Regions from separate parts of the Macaca mulatta genome. Here region 2 is linked to region 1. Evidence: chromatin contacts called from public Hi-C data. All regions are on one chromosome and are shown on one strand. Each heading gives the region's core, a stretch centred on a gene start, on an enhancer-like site or on the middle of the called end of the contact. The rest is flanking DNA. Distances are from core to core; before and after follow the strand shown.

What was found. A called contact is a pair of places that touch in the nucleus more often than the background predicts.
Region 2: a contact with region 1 is called in a Hi-C map of fetal cortical plate, with 3 times the contacts expected there. The contact joins the promoter of PHF8 here to the promoter of HUWE1 in region 1. A contact is called at or near these places in 2 of 14 Hi-C or Micro-C datasets (fetal cortex germinal zone and fetal cortical plate).

What each region holds. Positions count from the first base shown.
Region 1 is chrX:53,518,637-53,524,399 of T2T-MMU8v2.0, reverse strand. It overlaps HUWE1 (HECT, UBA and WWE domain containing E3 ubiquitin protein ligase 1), which reads left to right and starts at 2,407. Exons shown (of 83, transcript NM_001266752.1): 1 at 2,407-2,465.
Region 2 is chrX:53,873,154-53,878,839 of T2T-MMU8v2.0, reverse strand. It overlaps PHF8 (PHD finger protein 8), which reads left to right and starts at 2,181. Exons shown (of 25, transcript XM_077989073.1): 1 at 2,181-2,494; 2 at 2,932-2,997; 3 at 3,467-3,537; 4 at 5,604-5,686. The coding sequence starts at 3,522. It overlaps LOC144338685 (a long non-coding RNA gene), which reads right to left. Exons shown (of 2, transcript XR_013412979.1): 2 at 3,942-5,686.

The DNA of each region.
Region 1 (5,763 bases), core at 1,158-3,657:
TGGGCTATCTTTGGGCAGAGCACAGTGGCTCACGCCTGTAATCCAAGCACTTTGGTAGGCCGAGGCAGGAGGATCACTTGAGCTGAGGAGTTTGAGACCAGCCTGAGCAACGTAGTGATATCTCATCTCTACAAAAAATACAAACATTAGCCAGGCGTGATAGCACAGGCCCGTAGTCCCAGTTACTCGCGGGAAGACTGAAGCAGGAGGATTGCTTGAGGTGGGAGGATCGCTTGAGCCTTGGAGGTCAAGGCTGCAGTAAGCCCTAATCGCACCAGTGCACTCCAGCCTGGGTGACAGTGAGACACTGTCTTAAAAAAAGAGAAAAAGTGTGCTACCTTTATCCAACTATTTCATTTCTCCATGTTTATCTCACAGAAATATTTTAGCATCTGCAGAAAAAAGCATGTACAAGGAATTTTATTGCAGCATTGTTAATAGTAGGAAAAAAACCCACTGTAATAGTCAAAGATGGAAAATAACATGTGTTTATCCATAGGTGAATGATTACAGTATATTCATTCAATGGAATACTATGCAGTAGGTAAGATAAATGAGGTAGATTTATATATATTGACATGGAAAGATCTTCAAGCTACATTAAGTGAATAAAGCAATTAACAGAACAATACATAGGATGCTATTCGTTTTTTAAATGAAAAACAAAAACAGAGTCATGCTTTTCTATTTGTGTATACGAATGTAAGGGGAACTTTAAATTTATCCGTGTTTTACAATAATCTTGTGTAATTAGGAAACCAATTTTAAAATGAAAAAAGAACAAAAGTTAATTACATGCTAAAGAAAGTATAGTTTCATGTTGCCACCAAAATGTTGCAGATGGGCCGGGCGCGGTGTCTTACGCCTGTAATCCCAGCGCTTTGGGAGGCGGAGGCGGGTGAACTGCTTGAGTCCAGGAGTTTGAGAACAGCCTGGCGACATAGTGAGACCCCGTCTCTACAAAAAATAAAAAGTTATCCAGGCGTGGTGGCGCATGCCTGTAGTCCCAGTTACTTGGGAGACTGAGGCAGGCAGGAGGATCCTTGAGCCCAGGAGGTCAAGGCTGCAGTGAGCCGTGACCATGCCACTGCACTTCACCCTGGGTGACAGAGTGATACTTTGTCTCAAAAAAAAAAAAAAAAGTAAAAATATTTAAAGCAACAATGTATCTCGAAGGGGCCCTGTACATCTCCTGAGATCATATACAAAATATTATGTGTAAGTATATATTGGGGTGGGGGATCCATTCAGCAGATTCTCAATTCGAGGGATGAACCACTGCTCTGGAGGGCTGGAATTAGAGAAGTGGAGGGTATAATTACAGTTTTTATTTTCTCGATGTCTCAGGAGTTCTTTTAATAGTGCTTTTGTCTTTAAATACTAAATTAATACATACTTTTTATTAAAAAGTGAAACCTTATCGAAGTAGCTAGAGTTCCAAGTCAAAGTCCCTCGTCCCTCCAATGTCGTCCGCAGCCCACAATAAGCAGGGTTAACAGGGGATCTCCTACCGGGTCCTTTTTATTCCCATGTATTTACAGATGCAGATCCTCTACAGGATCCTTGTCAATCGCACTGCCGTTCCAAATAATCAAAGGAGAAAAAGAGAATGTTTATTGAGGGCTTACTATGTGCCTGAAGTGTTTTAAGGGTTTGCTCGCGTGAACTCTGGGGGGTTGGCGTCCCACATCGTCTCCCACCCTCCGCTCTGGGTCCAGGCTTGCCCTCTTGCCCCACACTCCCCATTCTTCACAAGGCATCTGGCGAGGTCGTTAATTTTTAAAGGTAAATCAGATCAAATCATGTTCCCTTCCACGGCTTCCACCGTGCCTCGAATCAAATCCCAATTCTTAGCGACCCTATCATCCTCTATGGTTGCGTTTACTGGGCCTCGGGTAGCTCAGGCGCGGTCCCCTGCAAGGGACCCAGCTTCACCGCGGAGGGAGCTCCCTCCCGAGGGGCAGGGGCGGGGCTTCGCGTGCGGTGGGTGGAGCCCCAAAGCGAGTTTGAGCTGAGCCGGAGCGAGGAGGCTTTCGACTGAGGGCTAGCGAGGGGAGCAGGGCTGGAGCAGGGCTGAAGCAGGGCTGAAGCAGGGCCGCGGACCCCGCACGCTCCTGCGGGCCCCGCGGAGCCATTGCGGCCGAGGTGAGCGTCTATCCCTGGACTGGGGAGCGAGCTCTGTACGCGCGGCCGTTCTCGGCTTCTCGCGGGTGGCAGTGGCGAGGTGGGGGGGGGGGAGTTCCCACGGGACCCTGCGCGGAGGCGCGGAGGTGGCGGCCTTGGGGAGCCTGCGGGAAAGGCTGCTGGAGGGGCTGGGCGGCCTGCCCCAACCCTCCCTGAACCCCGCCTCCTCTCCCCTCCCCCAGGCCTCGGCCGGCGCCAGCAAAGAGCTAGCCGCATCTTCGGGGGCAGCCGGGCAGCGGCCGGCGGCGCGGCGAGAGAGCGACTGACAGAGGGGATGCGAGGTACCGGCATTAGCCATGGCCAAGTGGCCCTAAAGAGGGAGTAGAGGCCGGGCCTTCAGCATTTCTCACTGGTTCGAGGAAGGCGGCCTCAGAGGAGAGGGAAGGTGAGGGGCGGGCAGGCAGGCTTCGCGGGTAACTACTAGGCGTTGCATATATATGTTTTGGTATCTAAATGGTACTACACATACTCACACACATTCATTTTGACTAATTGCTTGTTTAAAAATCTAAGAATATGTCTTGTAGATCTTCTTATATCCGGGAATCCAAATTTATGTCGGGTTTTAAACAGCTGCATTGTATGATTGTACTACAGTTTAACCATTTCCCGATTGATATACATTAGCTTGTTTCTCTGTTGGGGGAGGGAGGGGACTATTACAAGCAATGCCATAATGAATGGGTTTGTGTATATGTATCATGCCATGTATGAGTATTTCTGTAGGATAAATTCTTAGAAGAGTAATCGTTGGGTCAGGGTGTATATGCATTTTGAATTTTTATACATTTGTCCAAATTGCCTTCCCAAAAGCCTGTACTAATTTACACTCTTTAATGTTGTGCGAGAGTGCCTATTTTTCCACAGTTATGCCAACACGTATTATAGATCTTTGTAATTTTAGCCAATTTAAAGGGCAAAAAATCGTATGTCATTGTTTTCATTTGCATTTCCCTGATTACTGGTGAAATCGATCATATTTTTGTTTGTAAATAGGCAAATATCAATAGTTTAGATAGGCAGTTTTCCTATTTATAAGCAATAAGCATTTTGAAATTTTAATAATAAAAAAACCTGTTCGCAAGAGAAACGAATACAAATACCTGGAAGTAAACTATAAAACTTTATTGACGAATACCATAAAAGAACATCTGCATTAAAGGAGAAGGAATACTATGCTTCTGAATAAGAAGGCTCAATATTGTAGTGATGTCCATTTTTCCTCTATTGGTTTATACAGTTGATGCAATTTCAATAAATATACCAAGTTTTTTTGGAACTTACTATGATTCTAAAGTTCATCTGGGGGAAAAATGGCTAAGAATAACTGAAAAAATATTTTAAAACGTGAGTTTTAAATAGGGATATTTGTACTACTGGCTATTAAAATGTACTCTAAAGGAACTATTTAAATTAGAACGGACAGAACAATGCATTAGAATGGAAAAGCCCACAAATCGAGCCAGATTGGATCCCAAGATTTGTTGGAGAAACACTGTTGGCTAGACGTGGAAAAACTGCCATATTCAGGCATTCCCCCCCCATCCCCGAAGCTTGAATATTCCTTTGAGGGCAGACTCCTTTGTTTGGAGAAAACCACTTTATTGGATCTTTTTGGTTATGCCAAGGTAAAGCTTCAGTAGTTAAAATTGGTGACTTTGGAACTAGAACTAATGATATGGCCTTTAGTTAGATTAAGATGGATTCAGGTTAGCCTGCAGTGCGGCGAGGGAAGGAGTCTAGATAATACAGGTTTAAGAATTTTTTTCCCTATCTAATGGGCAAAAAATGTTATGTCATTGTTTTCATTTGCATTTGTGTGCTTACTGTGGGATTGAACGCCTTTTAAATGTTAGTCCAGGAAAATATGTTATTCCTGGAGACAGGTAACAATGGGGGACTCTTTGCTCCCCTTCCAGAATGGAGTTTGGCTAATTGGTACAGCCTTGCCCGGAAGCGTGAGAATAAACAGGTTGACTTTTTAAATTTTCCTCAAGCACTAGGCTCTAGACACCTAGATCGGGGGCGGAGGCAGTTTTCAGGACATGGCCGAGATTTGGCGCTGAGCTGTGTCATCGCGAGGTTTGGCAGCCAGCTCCGCAGTGGGTCGGAAACCTCGTGGTAGGCGAGATCCCTGCAGGACGGGAGGTTCCTCCCTTCCCCCGAAAAACTCCCAGTCATTTTCACGAAGCCCCGCCTTTCTCCTTTTTAGGAGTGTGCACCAGGTCTCGCGATATCTTATGTTTCCTAAAGGCGAGGCGCGGGCGGCATCCTGCGGTGAATTAAGAAGGTCTCGCCGAGCTAAAGCGTAATATCGCGATAGTTCTCAACGCATGCGGGAGCCGGCCCTGGTAGGTTGGCTCCGCCCCTCACTGCTTCGTTAGGTTGTGCGTCATTTGCTTTTGGCTTCGCGTAGGGTGAAGCTGTAGCTACTTCGGCTTTGGTGGGAGGGAGGAGGGGTCTGGAAAGGGCTGGGCTCAGGCTTTTCCCGTCCGGTAGAGGCTCTCGCGGGATCGCGCGGAAGCGGCGGTGGCTCGGCTACTGACTGCGGTAGCCGCGGAGGCGGCGGCAAGGTCTTCGGCTCGTGCCGTTCTAAGCCGGAGAATTCTCGCGGGAGCGGGGTTACGTCCTCGTGGGATTCGTTGGCGGTGGCTGAGGTAGCTCAGGGGTGGGGGGGGGGCAGTGACTAGGGTCGGTCCGCCTGCTGTTAAGATGGCGGCGGAGGCTGATGTCTGTCCGGCCAGGACCAAGCACAGAGGTGTTGGCTATCTGCCTTTATGACGCCTCTGAGGTACCCAGCGTTAAGGAGGTGACGATTGGCGAAACGCCGGGGTGCCGGTAAACCAGACCTGAGGCGAAGACCACCTAGTTTCTAGTCCGTTGAGGCGACACCATTTCCCGGGCCTCGGCCGCGTGTGGGCCCGCCTTTGCTCCACCGATCGGTCAACGCCTCCGTTGTCGCCGCCGCAGTGGGCGGATTGGGAAGGGTGGGAGGGGAGTCTGGAGTTCGCTGTGGAGTGGGGTTGGGGGTTAAATTGAACGGTGGGAAAGAGAGGAGCAACCAACGACGACTGGCCCCTATCCCCTACCTTTTCTGCCGGCCAGCCTCCGTTCTCAGCACCTCCGACGACCCGGATGAGTACCCTGGTTTTTCTCGAGGTGGGGTCATCTTCGCCAACTCCCGCGGTTTTAGAGCTAAGGCTTAGGGGTCAAGCAGTAGTGTCACTGGCGTACTCCTCCTCTCCCCACACCCCTCCTAATTCTATCGTCCCATCTAATCTTCATCTACGTGGATAGTTGAGGTTCGTATTTAAGGGAGGGGGGAGTCAAAGCTTTTTCCTGTGATTCCTTCCCCAGTTCTTCTAAATTCGAGGTTAGCCTGAGTCCCCTAGCCCGCCTCGTCTCCCCATTTCATTGGTCCCCTTGGCGCAGGCGTTGAATAGAGCCTATCCTGTTGCCTGCATTTACTCCATCTTTGTGGATGGAGCCATAGTAGCCTTCCATTTCCTCAAGTCTTCATGTTTGTATGACTCTGATCCGGATTTCTTAGCTCTGCATGCTGCTAAACCATTGTTAAGC
Region 2 (5,686 bases), core at 932-3,431, 350 kb before region 1:
CCTCCCAAGTAGCTGGGACTACAGGCGCGTGCCACCACACCCAGCTAATTTTTTGTATTTTTAGTAGAGACGAGGTTTCACCATGTTGGCCAGGATGGTCTCGATCTCTTGACCTCATGATCCGTCTGCCTCAGCCTCCCAAAGTGCTGGGATTACAGGCATGAGCCACCACGCCCGGCCAACATTCTTGATTCCTTTTGCCCTTGTCCCTAGCTAGCTCTTTTTGTTATTCAGGTCTCAGCTCCTGTCACCTTCTCTGAGAAGCCTTCCTTGACTACCTTATCTAAAACAGACTGCTTTCCTTTCAAATCATTCTCTATGTCATAACTGGTCTTACTTTCCTGATAGCACTCACCGCAATCGGAAATTCTCTGATTTGCCTCACTTTTTATCCGTCTCCCTTGCTGGAAATGAGTCACAGGAGGGCGGGGACTTGTCTGTTTTGTTTACCCCTAAATCCCCAGTGCCTAACAGTAGGTGTTCAAGAAAATATGTGAATGAAATTCACCTATTAATGAAATTTTATTTGATCATTGACTGTTTCCGCCAGTAGACTGTCAGCTCCATGCAGGCCAGGGCCTTATCTGGGGTACCTCAAAATCCTCAGCACCTAGCACAGTGCACGGTGCATAGTAGATCAATAAAGAACTGTTGGGTGGCCGGGTCCGGTGGCTCATGCCTGTAATCCTAGCACTTCGGGAGGCCGAGGCGGGTGGATCACAAGGTCAGGAGATCGAGATCATCCTGGCTAACACGGTGAAACTCCGTCTCTACTAAAAACAGAAAAATTAGCCGGGCGTGGTGGCGGGCTCCTGTAGTCCCAGGTAATCGGGAGGCTGAATCAGGAGAATGGCGTGAACCTGGAGGCGGAGCTTGCAGTGAGCCGAAATCGCGCCACTGCACTCCAGCCTGGGCGACAGGGCCAGACTCCGTCTCAAAAAAAAAAAAAAAAAAGAACTTTTGGGTGAGTGATTTAATGTTCCACACACACCGGAATTCAACATAGCCCAAATTAAATTTAGTCTCTTCCCCACCAAACCTGTTTTCTCTTCTGCGTAGCCCAGTTCATTCAGTGGCACTGTCATCCACGCTGACACTCAACCCAGAAATGAACTCACACCCCTTTCACTCACTCATCCGCTATTATCAGTTTCCAAACACTGCCTATTCAACCTCCAAAATATCCAAATTATCTCATCTTTTTCTACCCTTTCCCACACTATCCTGGACCAATTTTCCCCCCGACACTAGTGAAACAGCCTCACTCCTCCTGACTCCTTGTGAAGCTAAGAAAGCTTAAACTGCAGGACCTGTCACTTTCCATAGGGTCACACGATCATGTGTTTTATAAAGTTCACAAAATATATTTAAACAATTGGTTCAAAGTGCTGTCCCTTTCCACTGAGGGCCTGGCCATACTTTCCCTTGCATTAGGTGGTGTTGGAGCTGCCTGACATTTTTGAGATCCACCTAAGGGGAAGTTGATTTGGGGGATACATTTAGGTTGGGTTTCATGGGATATTTGTTATTTAAAAATTTATTTTGTTTTTATTTTGTAGAGACAGGGTTTCACTATGTTGCCGAGCCTGGTCTTGAACTCCTGGGCTCAAGCGATCCTCCCATCTTGACCTCCCAAAGTGCTGGGATTACAGACGTGCAATCTGCACCCAGCCCCATGGTACATTTACATTGTGCCTTGTATCACTTCTCTTCATAATTATTACACGGGTGGAGGAATTGCTTGTAGAAATACTCTTACTGCCTACCTTTGATCCTAATTTTGTATTCATAAGTCAATTTTTTTCTTTTCTTTTCTTTTTTTTTTTTGAGATGGAGTCTCGCTCTGTCACCCCGGCTGGAGTGCAATGACACAGTCTCGGATCACTGCAACCTCCGCCTCCCGCGTTCAAGCGATTCTCCTGCCTCAGCCTCCTGTGTAGCTGAGACTGCAGGCGCGTGTCACCACACCCGGCTAATTTTTGTATTTTTAGTAGATACTAAACATGGTTTCACCACGTTGGCCAGGCTGGTCTCGAACTCTTGACCTCGTGATCCGCCCGCCTTGGCCTCCCAAAGTGCTGGGATTACAGGCGTGAGCCACCACGCCTGACTGTTTTTTTTCTTAAAGATGTCTCACCCTTCCTCCCCCAAACCATATAAGCTTCAGGTCCCATTAAACCTGGACCTTTCAGTGCAGTGGCTCAGGCCTGTAATCCCAGTGCTTTTAGAGGATCTCCTGAAACCAGGAGTTTGAGACCAGCCTGGGCAATATAGCGAGGCCTGGGCTCTACAAAAAATCAAAAATAACCGAGTGTGGTGGTATGCGCCTATAGTCCCAGCTACTCAGGAGGCTCTGGCGGAAGGATTGCTTGAGTCCACGAGTTCTAGGGTGAAATGAGCTATGATCGCCCAGCCTGAGTTGACAGAGTGAGACCTTGTCTCTAAAATAAACATTAAAAAAAAAAAAAAAAAAAAACCCTAAACCATCCTCTGGGTAAGTCACAAATATGAGACTCAGCTACTCCTGCTCAAATACCTTCTTTTCTTTTTACTAACTGCATACAATCTAAACTCTTTTGCATTTCGCAATCTTTCATGTTTTGACCCTTTACTGTTTGACCTCCTACCTATCTCTCTTCTGTTCTCCTTGTTTCAACAATATTCAACTTTTAGTAAATATTTTTCTATGTGCCTCCATGCATTTGTACACGTTGATCCTTTTGAGTACAATGTTCTCGCTTGTTTATTTAAGTGAACTTATATCCTCCATGTCTCCCTGCCGTCTTTCTTACAGCAGCTGCAAGCGGTTTGTAAGGCTCTTTTGTAGCTTCGTGTTGCATTTTGCAAAGGTCATTTTGCAGGTGGTATTTGTGTGCTTGCTGCGCCTTCTATTCCATTGTTTACTCGCAACTTTGTTTCCTGCACTGGCAGATGCCCTCCCACTCCAGAGGCCCTGTTTTCACCATTGCATCCCCAGGGCCTAACCCACCATCACTGGTTAGTAAATTGTGTGCACGCACACATTTATTTTGTAAAGCAATGGGACCCTTTAAGAAAATGAAATAGTAAGATAACTCCTAGATAATTTTCTAGAATGTTTGGGAAAACCTAGGCCATCTTGAAGCATATGTATGAAGCTCCACTAACTCAGCAAAGCTCCACTAACTCAGCCTTTCCTCTCATCCCCTATCCCCTCCCCTCAGGCTATAGTCAGAAAATTGTGGGACAGGTGCAAACAAATCCTTGAACTGTATTTGAACTGAAGTGAAACAGTAGGGTCAAAGAAGAGTTCAGAGGGAGTTGTGGAGTTGGCAGCGCTTTACAGAGGAACTACACTGAGGGCCTGAGGACAGAACGCGGGTAGCACAGGGCGAAAGGTTCAACGTCCCTGCTCTGGGACTCAAGTCACTTGGCTTCTCGAAGCCCCTGCCTTCATTTGGTGATAATCACAGAGCTTCCTTCACAGGGGTAAGAACAACGCAGAGACCGTGGGAAAGAGCCCAGCCCGCCGAAGGTGCTCAATGATCAGGAGCCGCGGTGAGTACTCCGCCTCTACCCCGGCTGAAGCCCGCCCCCGCCGTCACCTATTAATTTTGTAGTTTGGAGTCACCGAGTTCACCTCCTCTCATAGGAGGAGAAGGCTGGGGAGGAGGAGTGTGCGAGTCGGGGTAGCTTAACTCCCTGTTTGCCCGGAGGAGGGGGAAGGCTAGGAAGTTTCGGGCCCCACTCAAAATGGAGCCAAACGTCTGCCTCGCCTAAGATGGCGGCTTCTCCGCCTCTGGGCTCAAGGTCTTCAGCGGCGATTGGGCACCTTAAAGAGACTAGCGGGTCCAAAGGTGGCTGAGAACCGCCCTCCTTTCTCAAGGTGGCGCCCCGCCCCCTGGCGGCGTCACCCGGGAGCCGGCGGCTCGCGGTTCCCCGCCTCCGCCGCGCTCACCTCGCGAGCCCAGCCCTCATAAGATGGCGGTCAAGCCTTGGCTCTGTGGGTAGCGCCGCCACTCTCAACATGGTAGATGTTTACCCCGTATTTCTCCTCCCCTCTCCGCTTCAACTTCCTCGTTGCTTTGAATAAACTTTATTGACTACTCCGAATTGCCTACCACCGCCACTGGGCTTCTCCCAACGACTTTTCGGGCCGTGTGCCTCGGACGTGGCGGCCGGTTCATCTCTTTCCCCGTTGGTTTGCTCGCGACTATCTCCTGCTGGCCCAGCGACGACGCCACTTGCCCGTTCGCCGGGCGGCCGCCAGACTAGGCCCAAGCCGCGGTCTCCAGTAGGCCCGAACGGCCGGGCCGAGGGGAATGTTGTGGAGGAGGCTGCTCTGAAGTACCGTCGGGCGACTGGCGACGCGCGACCCAGCAGGGGGCTCCAGGGGAAGGCGAGCGAGGTTCCCGGCGGTACGGGGACTATCCCAGAATTCGACGCGCGCCGCCGTAGGGGCCGGAACTACCGGACGAGCCTCCGCTGAGGCGCCTCGCCGTCCCGGAGCTAGCCCGGCTGCCGGCGTGTTGCGGGGACTGAGCTCTGCGGGCGTGGAGTCCTTGCAGCCCAAAGCATGAGGAGGTCCCTGTAGGATTCTGGACCGAAGACGTTCTTGTCAGGTTTGGGGCGTGAGGAGGTTCCTGTCAGTTGGGGAAGCGTTAAGATTCCTGTAAGTTTTGGGGGCTGCGAGGGTATTACTGTCAGTGTTAGGATATACTGTGAGGTACCTGAACATTTGTGGGGACTAGGGAGCTCTCATCAGTTTGAGGGGGCTGCAAGGAAACCCTGCCAGTTCCGAGCGATGCAAAAGAATCCTTGCCTAGTTTCAAGAGTGTGAGGAAACTCTAGTCAGTTTGAGGGGTTTTGAATAGATCCTTTTGAGTTTCAGGGATGCAACCAGAAGCCTGTCATCTTGAAAGTACAAAACGAGCTGGTCAGTTTAGAGATTTCTATTTATTTCAGTTTTGGGCGTGACGAGACTCCTGACTGGTCGGGGAAGGAATGATACTGAGAGTGACGGAAAGGATTATTTAAACTCTCGGAACACGACCCCAGAACTGTGATTTGAGTTGGGCGTCTAGTCTTGTCTGTCTTGTTCGTGGAGGCTTTGAGTAACCTGAAGAGACTTTCGGGGATCCCTTATTTCTCTCTGGTTGGCCCTGTTTCGGGGGGTGAGAGGAGGGTCTTGTCTTGCGATACCCCCAGCCTCATTTTTGAGGCTGTGGTTTGCGTCATAATAAAGGGAGCCTTGTGAAACGGGTCAGCTAGGAGAGGGTTCAGTGAGAGATGAAAGAAGCTTCCCGAAAAGGCTTCAGGTATTTTCCTGAAACCCGGAAAGAAGTTATCACTGACTCCGGGGCGAAGAAGGTCGGGGGGTGGGGGGTGGGGGGTGGGGGGTGGGGAGGGTGGGGGCGGTGGAAAGCCTGGAAGGTTGAGCGCCGTTCTTTACGTGTGAAAGAAATTCTAAAGGCCGGGTGGACTTTCTCTGGTTGCCCCCTACAGCCGCACCAGCTGTGTTGCATCCCGGCGGCGGTAACTCTCTATTGGGGAACTGAGGGTTGGTGCAAGGGGGTGGGGGGCGGGGGCTGATTCACTCTGTAAAAAGTGTTGTTTGTGCCTAGCCATCGTCCAGAGAGGACGCGTGCTGCCGCCTTCCGCCCCTCTTGACACGACGAACCTGGCCGGCCGCACAACGCTCCAGGGC